2 separate regions of the Mus musculus genome follow, and region 2 is linked to region 1. Evidence: chromatin contacts called from public promoter capture Hi-C data. All regions are on one chromosome and are shown on one strand. Each heading gives the region's core, a stretch centred on a gene start, on an enhancer-like site or on the middle of the called end of the contact. The rest is flanking DNA. Distances are from core to core; before and after follow the strand shown.

Region 1 (6,453 bases), core at 2,200-4,699:
GTAATGTAATACCCCAGACAGGAGGACAAGAAGAACAACTCACTTCCAAATGAGAAAAGGACGAGGAACTGACCTGTTTCATAATTACCAGTCTGTGAGATAAGGAACCCACCACAGGAATATTAATCAATCCTTGAGAGCCCTATCCAAGGGGCCCAGTTCCCTATCTCTATACCTTATTCTCCAACTAGAGGGGGATTGAGTTTCCAGTACTCAAACTTTGGGGATGTACCCTGACCATAGCCAATGTTGATTTGCCAATTATGTTCATTACAAGTCCATGAATAATTGCAAAGAACAGCATACTTTCACTAGGTAAAATTATCTTGCTCAGGAGGCAGAGCTCGGAGGTATCATTCAATCTCTTAACAGCCCACAGTGGACAAAAGGACAGTGGGAGTGACCATCTGCTTCACTCAAGCCATCCTATTCAAAGGATAATGTCTTCTGGAAGCATCGATCAGAGACATGCCCAAAAGCAATGCTTTATCCGCTGTTTGGGAAGCTCTTATCCATTCCTTCTGACTTAATCATCCCAGACCCATACAAAGAAGAGAAATGTCTATTCTACAGGCGGGGAAGAGACAGATGAATTGCCAAATGCCCCACATAGGAGGATAGACGGGGTGTTCTTGAGATTCAGATAGATCAGGGGATCCAGGGAAAGTTCATACTCAAAGAGATACTTATTCTGGACCTTGAAAAAAAAGATAGAATTTCATCTGGAAATTATGAGAAGAGGTTAGCTGTGTGCCAGACAGACTAGGAACTCAGACCCAGGGAGAGTTCAGTGCAGGAATCAGACCATCTGCTCGGTCTACAGTGATTGGCAACAGGGTAGCTTGGAGAGGGTCCCCTGAACTGGTTGTGGTCAGGCTGAGAAAAGTCTGCAAGGACCCTCTGAAGGTGTTCATCCTGAAAGATCATGGCCAGAGGCAGTTTCAGGAAGCCCGGTCCCCGAACACTGCTTATACTACATGTAAATGAGTTGTGGCTTTACATCTGGGACAGAAGTTAATTCTCACCTCACTAATAATGATCGCTATTTGCCATGGACCAGAGCTAGGCCTTTAGACTCAAAGTTCAATACCCTATCCATCTCAGTACGTTTTGAAGAAGTCTGTCACTACTAACCATATTATTATTATTATTATTGTTTGTTTGTTTTTGTTTTTCGAGACAGGGTTTCTCTCTATAGCACTGTATGTTCTGGGACTCACTCTGTAGACCAGGCTGGCCTTGAACTCAGAAATCCGCCTGCCTCTGCCTCCCAAGTGCTGGGATTAAAGGCATGCGCTACCACTGCCCAGCCTTCATATTATTGATTGTACAAGGGATGGGGGCTTGAAAACCAGTGGTATCATCTTTCATAAATTATTTTGTATTTGAGTTCCTTGAACTTTGGGTAAAGGTAGTTATAAATAGCTGTTTAAAACATTTTTAAAAGATTTGTTTATTTTTATGTATGTATAAGTGAGTTTAAGTGCACCACATGTGTGCAGGTGCCCCCCAAAGCCAGAGAGCATTGGTTCCTCTGAGAGCTTACAGAGAGAGCTTACAGGCAGATGTGAGCCACCTGATATAGGTGGTGTAACTGAACCTGGATTCTCTACCACAAAAATAAGCACTCTGGACTTAACCCTAACAAAAGCATGCATCAGTGAGAAAGAATTCAATCTCTAATAGCCACATAAAAATGTTAGGGGTAGCCAGTAGCCAAGTGCTGGTGGTGCACACCTTTAATTGCAGCACTGGGGAGGCAGAGAAAGTCAGATCTCTGTGAGTTCAAGGCCAGCCTGGTCTACACTATGAGTTCTAGGACAGCCAGAGCTGCACAGAGAAACCCCATCTCAAAAAGCCCAAATCAGCACCATCATAGGGAGGAGCCTGGTAACAGGCAGGCACATATAGCAATGCAGCAGTAGCTGAAGGCTCACATCTGGTCCATAAGTGGGAAGAAGAGAGAGAGCTAACTGGGAATGGAGTGGGATTGAAACCTCAAAGCCTATCCCCACAGTCCCTCCAGTGCCACACCTCCTTCAACAAGGCCACACCTCCTAATCCTTCCCAAACAGCTCCACCAACTGGCAAGTACTCAAACATAGGAGCTATGGGGCCATTCTCATTCAAACACCACAGGGGTGTTCTGTCCCTGACTCCTTCCTGGTCTGTTCCCTGCCAAATATTCCCGATGCCCTAATGTATAGTATTAAGTATTGACTTCTAAGTACTCTGAAGCCAAGATCCAAAACAAATCTTTTTCTTATGTTGGCAACATCAGTGAAAAGCTGTGATGGTTTGAATGAGAATAGGCCCGTGGGGGACATGATCATCAGAGAGTAGAACTCTCTGAAAATAAAATATTTCAAGGGTTAGGGGGTGTGGCCTTGTGGGGGTGGGCATGGTCATATTGGAGTGGGTGTGGCCTTGTTGGAGGACGTCTCACTGGTGTGGACTTTGAGGTTTCAAAAGCCCATGCAGGACTCAGCTTCTATCTCCCTCCCTCCCTCCCTCCCTCTCTCCCTCTATCTTTCCCTCCCTCCCTCTCTCTACGTGCTTTCTTTCCTAATAGTTACCTTGGTCATGGTGTCTTTTCACAGCAACAGAATGGTGGCTAAGACACTAGCTAATCAATACAATTCCCACTGCCCCACACTGCATTGTGACTCTTGGTTTGGTCAAGACTGCAGTGTCTGAATATTACATGCTGGATGGTACACTTCTGATAAAACCACACCACACTGCTTAGAGTCTAATGACGTTGCTCGTCAGCGCTGTGGGTGACCTGGGTCTGAACTCCAAGTCCCTAGCACACCAGGTACAACTGTGTCTCTTGTATTTATCTCTCGCTGCTGCTACTCTTTTCCTCCTTGGGGCCAGATTCCCTGTCTAGTTGGGATTTCACTGTTGATTCACAGGGGACGGCTGTGAGAAAACCAGCAAGCTGTGTGTGGTAAGGCGTTACCTCCAGAGGTCTCTCTTTACTAGTTTGTACAGCTCAGCCTCTTCAGGTGATGGTCACACACTGACTAACTCATGGAACTGGGAATGAGAGCAATAGGTTTACAGTAACAAAATAACAAAATAACTAAATAAAATAATACAAATAAATTAAGAGTCCTCCAAGGGAGATGTTTTTGCTGTTCACAAAGGGGGGCAAATTCACACCTCTGCAGCCTGTGACAGGCTCCGTGCTTCACCACATCTTGGGAAGTACCCTGGATTTTTCTTACCATTTCTTTGATGTGAGCTTTGAGATGGAGAACTATCAGCACACAGAGGCGCCTAAGCACAGCACCGGAACTTTCCACAACATTAGCAGCCTCCCAGAGGGCCACAAATCTCCTTGACACCTCTCAGGTTCTTGTCTCACATCCTCAGGGAGCCATGTGCAAGCTTCATTCTGGTTGCGTGGGGAATGAGTCAGACTGCAAAGCACGCATCCAAGCTCGGTGACTAAATTCTCATGCAGTCAGTCAGTCAGTCAGTCAGTCTGTGCCAGCTCAAGCACCCTCAGAAGACTCCGTGAGTGAATGAATTCCTCAGGCAGCTCACAGGTAGCTAGCGGATGTGTGCTTTCATCCACATAGCTGCGTAGAATTTCCTGGCTTAGCAGTAAAGTAGGGTGATAATGGTCTGAGTATTGCCCTCTCAATATCTCCTGGAACAGCCAGGAGCAAAGACCGCGTCTGCCCCATAAGTGTGTGTGTCAGTGATAGTTGTGATTCTTCCAGCTCATGCTGACAGCTGTGAGGAATGTCATGTAGTATTTTGCTCCAAGCAGAAATGTCTATGGAGCCTTCAAGATCAATGTGTTCCCAAGAGCACCAAGATCAATGCATCTCCAAGGGCATGCGTTTCTATGGGAAAACTGTAAATTGCATATCTCTTTAGCCCGGGATGTCATGAGAGCCTAATAGTCACATGCCTTTGTTCATGAATTAATCTGAAATACCTGTCACTTTATCAGAACCTACATTCCTTTTTATGTTAAAATATTGATTGACAGATAATGATAGAGCATAAGATTCTCTAGGAGACATTATAATTTCTTCTCCCCAGATGACAGTCACATATCTAATAATGCATAGAACTGAGAATAATTTCAGGGACCTGAGTCACAATTTTCAAGAGGCCTCCGTGGAGGTGACATTATTTCTCTGATATTCACAGAGGAAAAATTCACTCCCCTGCAGATTAAATTGGTGCTAAAAAGAATATAACTATAAAAGACCCCATGAGCTATGAAGCATTTACACTAATGTGTATCATTGCTTTATTACAAACATTTTTCAAACTTATAGTATGCCAGGTACTGCTCTTAGGCATTCATTCTCATCAACAGGCAATTCAAAGTCCATACAGCATATATTCTAGTATTTGGAAGATAATGTGTTTTTTAAATTGCGGGTTTTAAAAAATATTTAGTTTTTTTCCATGTGTGTACTCATGCATGCACGTGTTGGGTTCCCTAGAACTGGAGTTAGAGGCAATTGTGAGCCTCCATGTGGGTGCTGGGAATTGAACTCACGTCTTCTACATGAGCAGTCAGTGCTCTTCACCCTGAACCATCTGTCCAGCTCTCTAGATTTCCAATAGAAGGACAGGAGGTAAAATTTGAAACTTTGATATAAAATAAAGCAAAGATAATGTCTTAGTTAGGGTTTTGTTGCTGTGAAGAGACACTATGACCAAGGCAACTCTTATAAGAGAAGACATTTTACTGGAGTTGTTTACAGCTTTAGAGGTTTAGTCCATTATCATCATGGCAGAAAGCATGGCAGCATGCAGGCAGACATGGTGCTGGAGAAGGAGCTGAGAGTTCTTCATCTTGATCTGCAGGCAGGAGGAGACTGGATTCCATACTGATTGGAGCTTGAGCACCTCAAAGCCTGCCCCCAAAGTGGCACGTCCTCTAATGAGGCCCTCCTAATAGTGCACTCCCCATGGGCTAAGCACTCATACACATGAGTCTATTGGGCCAAACCTACTCAGACTATCACAGTTAACGGCAGAAAGAGATCAGTGCTGTTTACATAATGAGGTTAGAGGAGACCTCATCCAGGCGGTGCATTTGATCAGAGGTCTGTGAGATGGGAAAGAGTGAGCTGTAGGGTGACAGGAACAAGAGGGTAAAACAATGTACATGCAAAGTATAACATGCAGGTGTCTCGTGTAGCCATTGACCTGAATGAGGGATAATCTAGAGAGAAGATATTCTGAGCATCTAATATACAAGGAAAGAGGGGATTTTGTTAATCCCACCAGGCAAGAATAAGACCACTACTTCAACTTTTGAGCCCAATCAGAAGCAAGCTTTATTAAATACTGGCCAGGACAATGGACACTGGCCAGATGAATCCCCCAGATTATCAGAGAATGGCCGTGAATTATGTTAGTCAAGTGCTTACAAGGGCAAAACCCGTAAGGCTACTTCCTGCCTTCATTCAGTTGGGGCAAGCATCTATCCTGACATACTCGCACCTTCTGCCTATATGTGATCAAAAACATCCTGTGCGGTTGAAGCAACCAACCTTGTTTACAGAAGTGAAGACACCAGGCTTGTTGTCTTACATAAACAACAGCCCCCAGAACTCCAGGAAGTCATCTGTCCTTGGACAAGTGGGGCTTACAAGTTAGAGGCATTTTTGTTTTATAGATTTCTTAAGCATAGTGACTCAAACTTATAACGTTATTCATCACAGCTCTGTCACTTAAAAGGTACAAAGAGTAAAACTCCACCGACAGAAGAAGGCAAAAAGAAGCAAAGGGTCAGAAGGAAGGAAGCACAAAAGCGAGATTTCCCTGAAGTGTTGAGAGCCTAAAGCAAGTGTGTTCATCCATAAACATTATTACATACCCACCTTCTCTGACTTGTGAAAACAGGCCTTACTTGGATGAAATATCTACCCTTGAAGGGAACATTTACAAAAAATAAAAAATGTTTTCTAGGAACTTTAGGCAAATATATTTGCAACACTTCTGTGAACTCAGTGAACGACGACATCTCTCCAATATGTTAACATCACACATCACACTCATCATTTTCAAAACCCTAAAAGTCAAAATCAAACGTATAGGCAGAGCACCTTGAGTTGCCTTCAATCTTGCAACTTCCTAGTCAGCCAGAGCTACACAGTGAGGCCCTGTCTCAAAAAAACAAAACAAAACAAAACAAATAAAAAATAAACAATAACAAAGTGACAGGAAAAACAGAAGGGTAGGTAGGGGCTAGCTGGATGGCTCAGCAGGTAAAGGCATCTATCATCAAAACTAACAAACTGAGGTTGAATCCTGGGACCTGCTTAGTGGAAGGAACAAACTCCCACAAGTTGGCCTTTGACCTCCATACAAATGTACTGTGACCCACTCTGATGCACTTAGACACCCCCCACACACACACACATATGCACACATAGAATAAATTTTAAAAATGGTTTATAAAAGGCTGTC
Region 2 (6,453 bases), core at 1,946-4,445, 180 kb after region 1:
CAAGTTTTTACAGATAAATGATTGACACACAGATCACAAGATCCCATAAGTAATGTCTTTCATGGCTCAAGCCAATTAGAGTCCCATTGTTAAACAGTACCACCTAGGAAGTCCAATAAAAGCAAGATATTATGAGATGCCCCTCATACTTCATACATGCATTATTCATCCCATAAGTATTAGCATTCTGTCTAAACTCAACCCCACATTTACCTGGCAATAGCCAGGTAGGCCTGATCCACTATAAAAGGGCTGCTTGGCCCCTCATTCCTCTCTTACTCTTGCTTCCCTCTTGCTTCTCTCTTGCTCTTGCTCTTGCTCTCCCCTTCCCCCAACCCTCTCTCCACACACTTGTGGCCATGGCTGGCCTCTACTTCTCTACTCTTTCTGCCTTTCTCTGGCTCTACTACCCTCTTAACTCATGTGACTGGTCCCTCAGGGGTAATTGGCATAGGTCCACCACACCCTCTTCCCCCATACCTCACCACAGCCCCACAAAACATATCTTATACTTCTTTATCTTTTTATAAACATATCAGTAAGCATTTACTAAGGAGCCACTGTGAGCAAGGCACACACTAAGTTCACACGAGTAAAAGTGATTGCCAAGTGCCTGTGTCCGTGCATAAGTAGCAACCAGAGAAGGCCAGCCAAGGCACACCTTGTGGGAGAACAAAAAAAAAAAAAAAAAAAAAAAAAAAAAAAAAAAAACAGAAAAAAAAAAAGCAAACATTTGTCCCCAGCCAAAATGAGGAGAGTCTCCCAGGAGAAAACAAGAATTCTAATTGCCCAGAGGAAGTTCCCAAATGATACCCAAAAGTTGTTGGTTTTACAGTTTTACAGTTTTACAGATGTAAATAGATTGAAAGGGTTGGTCATGTGGCTCAATTGCTGGTGTGCTGTGTAGCATGCAGGAGCCCTGGATTCAGGCACCAGCACTGCTGCAGAAAATTAAAAGTAGGGTCTCTTGTTCGTTGACAAGTGGTGGGAATTACCTGTAACCCCAGCACTGGAGGGGACAGAAGTGGGGGATTAAGAGTAGGGGAATGCCAGGGCAGGAGGACAGAAGTGGGTGGGTGGGTGGATGGTGGAGCACCCTCATAAAGGCAGGGGGAGGAGGGATGGGATAGGGGGTTTCCGAAGAGGAGAACTGGAAAGGGGAAAACATTTGAAATGTAAATATAGAAAATATCCAATCCACAAAGAAAAGAGTTTGGTACCAACCTAGGCTGCCTATCAAGTTCAGGGCCAGTCTTTGATCCATAGAGTTTTGTGGTTCTTTGTTTGTTTAAACAAACTGACATTCCTTACAGCAATAAGGAAGATAGAGCTGGTGAGGAACAGCCTGAGAGAGTCACTGGTAATTACTTACACATCCCAGCCAACAGTAGAGCAGTAGGCTTTGGGTGGTTGTATTTCTCGCCTTTATAGCATCCAACCTACCTAACTGGGTCTCTTGCATTTCCACAGACTGAAGAATTTGTGACTTTTTCTTCAAATTTTTAAAAACATATTCCAGTGCTTTCCTAATGTATGTCTATGTACCATCTGCATGCCTGGTGTCCACGGAGGTCAGAAGATGGTGTCAGATCCCCTGGAACTAGAATACAGACAGTTGTGAGCTGCCATGTGGGTGCTGGAAACTAAGTCGGGTCCCCTGGGAGAACTTCAATTGTTTTAAACATCTGAACCATCTCCAGCCTTCTAACTGTGGGGGTTCAGAGTGGAAACCAAGAAAACCAGCTTCAGATATGGAAGCTTAAAAATGAAAGCTTTATTTTCCGAGTGCTCACTGGGGCAGCCAGCTCTGGATCTGAACTGCATCCCAGAAAGGAAACTGTACAACATTTCTAAAAGATGGGAACATAAATCAAGGGGTTAAGCAAGTCTCCCATTGGAGACTGGACTGTATCCAGAGTACCTGGCTTCAAGGTCTTTAATGCATTCTCCTAGACATTAGGTCCTGAGCTCAGAGTGATAACGGGGTAAAGGAGTGGGCCAGCTGCATGTAGTTAGTTGGGGTATAAAACTTATGCACCTTGGTTTAGATAACATCAGTTTCTATATTCTTTACCAGTTAAAAGACAATTAAGAAAATATTTGGAGAAGTAGGATATGTGTTCGTTCCCAGGCCTGAGAATATGAACTTGTTTGACCCTGTCAGCAAGATGGAGTTGTCCTTGAGATAACTGGTCTCAGACAAAAGTCTCCTTACAAGTTGTATCTGAGATACCAGGACTCAGACAACTATTTACAACAGAAGCAGTTCAGCTATAGAGAAGTCCCCAGCTCCCCCTGGGGCCCTGGACCTTGAATTTAGTTTCTCCCTGTGCTTAAATGGAGTCTGGAAATGAAATGGTAGTACTTAGAATGAGTTTCTTTTGCTTGTTCCCAACATTGTGACATTTTCAATCCTTCTTTATTTCCCATTTTTAACCAAAATCTTCTTAAAGGTTAAAGAGCTGAAGATCTCACATCCCTAAAAAGGCATATTTTCAGTGGTTATGCCCCACAGGAAAGAGGAGTTAGAAGGCCAGGACCAAGTAAATGTGTGGGTAGCAACAGGTGTGCAGGAGGCTGAAGTCATACAAATGGGTTCATGGTGTCCGTTCATTGGGTCACGTATTTTTCTCCCACTTCTCCCTTAATCTGGAATGTTGCAAACAGAACCCGATGTAATATTCTAGTCAAGGTAGGGATGATGACTGTCGAGGGTTGAAAATGGAGGGAGACTTAGCCATCTATTAGGACCTGGTAAAAATTAGGACCAAATAGAATTGAGCACCACCTTGTATGGCTTTGGCAAATGAGGGCATCAGTCAGAAACGCTTTCTGAGAATGGTCTGTAGATCCTCTGTATCTTCGAAATGTCTGTCAAATTTTATCTTGGGAAATGTAAGCCGATGGGTTTAGGATGAACCAAAGGTAAGCATTGCTTCCTTGGTCCATTGTCTTCTTCATTCAGCCTGAGTTTGACTGCCATCAGCTTGTTCATGAACGATTTGGAAAGCCTTACGGAGTCTAACAGTGCTAATTTAAGATTTCCTTTAAAAATCTTTACTAAGGTAAGCGGAGCCAGGCAGAGCAGCCTGCAGACTAAAAGGGCCAAGCTTCCTAGGTGGGCCTGAGGCAGCCATGACACTTCCGGTTCTCGTTCTCTAGCAGGACGCCTGGTGGGTGGGGCACTTCCGGTCCCTGGCTCGCTGTCATGGAGTCCGCCTGGTCTTCCCGGGGGACCAGCCTGGGATCTTCAGACCCGCAGCTGCAGCGGTTCATGGAGGCAGAGGTGCAGAAGCAGAGGGTGCAGTTGCTCATCCACCACATGACAGAGCTCTGCTGGGAGAAGTGCATGGACAAGCCCGGGCCCAGGCTGGATGGCCGGGCGGAGCTCTGCTTGGTGAACTGCGTCGAGCGCTTCATTGATACGAGCCAGTTCATCTTGAATCGACTGGAGCAGACCCAGAAGGCGAGACCACTCTTCTCAGAAAGACTTTCCGACTGATCTCAGCGTTTCCCCCGCTTTGGAAAAGGGAGGTAGGTGGGGAAATGGACAGCTTTGAGGAGGGGATGGTGATGAGAACAACATGGAGGGGTGTCTTATCATCTAAGAATTAGGAAAGATTAATTACTTTTTTTTTTCAATGTTTGTGGGGTTGAGGGTCATGGGGGTTTGAGATGTGGATGGTCGTTTATTTCTTTCGTTTTTTAGATAGAATGTCACCATGTAGCCCTGGCCAGCCTGCAACTTACTCTGCAAACAAAACTAGTCAGGAATTCTGCATTTGCCTGCTCCTGCCTCCTGAGTGCTAAAGTTAAAGATGTGTGTGTATATCTGTGTATGTCTGTATGAATTTATGCCACTGTGAGTGCAGTGTCCATGGACGCCAGAAGAGGGCTTCAGATTCCTGGAGCAGGAAGTGCTCTAGGCATCTCTGAGCCTGTGGGTTGTGTTTTAAGGTAATGTTGTGAAAGTGATTGACAGATGAATAAGAGCTGCATTAGGTATATGTGGAGCTCAGCTCCCCACAAGGTCCCCTTAACTGCTAGTTTGATATTGATAGTGGAACTGCTTTCTGTAATTTGGAACCACACAATAAATCTCTTTTTGTGTGAGTTCATTCTAGATATTATAGTAGAGCTTATTAGGTGAAGCTGAGCTTAATGACACATGCCTTTAATCCGAGCACTAGAAGGCAGATAGACTGCAAGTTTGAGGCCAGTCTGGGCTACATAGTGAGATAGGGTACTTCATAAGAATTTCTTAAGAAATCAAAATTAACATTACAGTTGTCTTAGGGTTTCCATTGCTGTAAAGAGACACCATGACCAAGGCAACTCTTAAGGACATTTAACTGGGGATGGCTTATTGGTTCTGAGGTTCTGTCCATTATCAACATGGCAGGAAGCATGGCAGCACCTAGGAAGGCATGGCTCTGTAGGAGCTAAGAGTTCTACATCTTGTTCTGAGGGCAAACAGGAGAAGACTGGCTTCCAGGCAGCTAGGAGAAAGGTCTCAAAGCCCACGCCCACATTACTTCCTCCAGCAAGGCCACACCTTCTCATAGTACCACTCCCTGAGCCAAGCATATACAAACCCACAACAGTTATGACTGGCAACTTATGAGAGAAGGAAAGGTGGGGGGAGAGGAGGCAGGAGTGGAGGAAACAGCTGGGGGAGAATAATTTGTTATTTGACTGAGGCTCTTTATCTAGTGGTGTCCAGGGCTGGGAATAAGATCCATGGGATGTTCATACAGTACCTTCGGTACATTCTTTCCTTCCCCCATGACTTAGTAGGTATCTATCCTACAGTGTGCTCTCCAGGTAGAACAGGCAGCCTGACCCTTGTGGGCCCTTTTTATAAAGGAATTCGCCGATGCCGATGAACTTAATTCTCACTACTAGACTGGCCTAAGAAGAACTTAATGTACTCTGTCTATATAGCAAGGTGCAAAAAGTTTCAAAATGTGCCTTAAGAGATACGAAGATTTGTATGGTTTCAGGGAGGGCATGCCTGGTGCTTATTATTATAGGATCCACTTATTAGGTTATTTTGATTGATTTTTTTTCTATCTATGAGGTTTGAAGAATAAAACATACCCCTAAAGCAAAACTTTAGCTTTCAGAATTCTTTTCATTCTCTCCACAACCTTTTCTTGGAAGACACAACCTGTTGGGCTTGTAGGTAAAGGGGGGTGGGCAGAAGGGATGGAGAGAAGGGAGATAGAGATAGAAAAATAGAGATAGAGATAGAAAGATAGAGATAGAGAGAGGAAGAGGGAGGGAGAAGGGATCAGAATAAATTGAGCTTCGCTATGGACAACTTCTTTAAAAGACAGGATCTTGCTTGCAGTGTAGCTGCCTGACTGGCCTGGAATTCACCATCTAGATCAAATTGACCTTGAACTTGGAGCAGATCCTCTGTCTCAGTATCCTGACCACTGGGAACATGGGCGTGTTTCGCCATAACTGACTTGGCTGTTTCTGTAAAAATCCAAAGAATTTATCGTCACAATTATGACTGAAGCTTTCAAGATGTATCTGATTCCAGGAATCTCATTCCATTTGGAATACATAATAATAATAATTATTATAATTATAATACATTTATACAGATACAAGTCTTCCAAACTTTCAGGTGCCCTCTAGAGATCTCAATATTTTCAGAATTTGATTTGGAGGTATCTGTTGAAAGGACAGAGGAGTTTAAGATCATGACCTTGACTGATCATTTCATCTGCCACGATAAAAATGTAAAGGGAGGCCTATAAGATGGCTCCGAGGGTAAAGGTGCTTGCTGCAAGAGCCTAGCAACCTTTATTTGATCCCTGTAGCCCGCAATAAAAGTGCATAGAGATAACTAAGTCCTCAGAGTTGTTCCCTGACTGCTGCATGTATGCTGTGACAAGCATGTACTCAGAACCACAATAAATAAGTCACTAAAATTTTAAGGAAAATAAGTTTTCACCAAAGCTTAGCTCCTTCAGGATTGAGAAAACTCTTCAGTAATCAGGAAGAAAGAGGGCACAGGGACCATGTAGAGCACATGCTATCTTGACCTTGTTTACTCGCTGTCACTGACTCTGAGGTCCAGGAGACAGGAGTTCGTAAACAGAGGCAGGTGTGTTTATAGGGCCAGAGCCGGGAGAAGAGAGGTTCTAACTTCACATTGCTGTGCCTGCAGCAGGGTTTGAGGGTATAGGGAAAGAGGAATCCAAGGCTAGGGATATGCATGAGAAGGGTTAAGCCAGGGATGAGCCAGGCTTAGGTTAGCTGTGGGATAAGCCAGGCTTAGGAAGGCGCTGCCAGGGGCTTGGGCTATGCTCATGTGTGAATGGGATTCCCTAGAGAACGTTTCCTTCTTTCAGATCCCTGTACTTAGGGTTTCGGATCCGTCTATTGCCAGCAAGACTGAAAATCCTGAAATCGTCTGTGCCTGAAGGAAGGAAGCAA

What was found. Promoter capture Hi-C pulls out the DNA fragments that hold promoters and counts their contacts.
Region 2: a contact with region 1 is called in a promoter capture Hi-C map of trophoblast stem cells, with 2.9 times the contacts expected there. The contact joins the promoter of Timm8a2 here to the enhancer-like site in region 1. A contact is called at or near these places in 7 of 39 promoter capture datasets (cranial neural crest, hematopoietic stem and progenitor cells, liver and 3 more), 1 of 15 datasets of contacts at CTCF or cohesin (pro-B cells), 1 of 484 Hi-C or Micro-C datasets (embryonic stem cells), 1 of 115 datasets of contacts at active chromatin or transcription factors (embryonic stem cells) and 2 of 9 other capture datasets (adipose tissue and liver).

What each region holds. Positions count from the first base shown.
Region 1 is chr14:121,849,347-121,855,799 of GRCm38.p6, forward strand. No RefSeq gene overlaps it. Among named protein-coding and RNA genes, the nearest start is that of Ubac2, 26 kb to the right of the region's middle. Within about 2 kb of position 3,450, at least 24 of the 459 cell types and tissues checked have an H3K27ac peak or open chromatin away from gene starts, as enhancers often do. A contact at or near this core is called in trophoblast stem cells, where this site is marked.
Region 2 is chr14:122,031,479-122,037,931 of GRCm38.p6, forward strand. Timm8a2 (translocase of inner mitochondrial membrane 8A2) reads left to right here and starts at 3,196. Exons shown (of 2, transcript NM_001037744.1): 1 at 3,196-3,534; 2 at 6,369-6,453. The coding sequence starts at 3,209. The coding sequence ends at 3,502.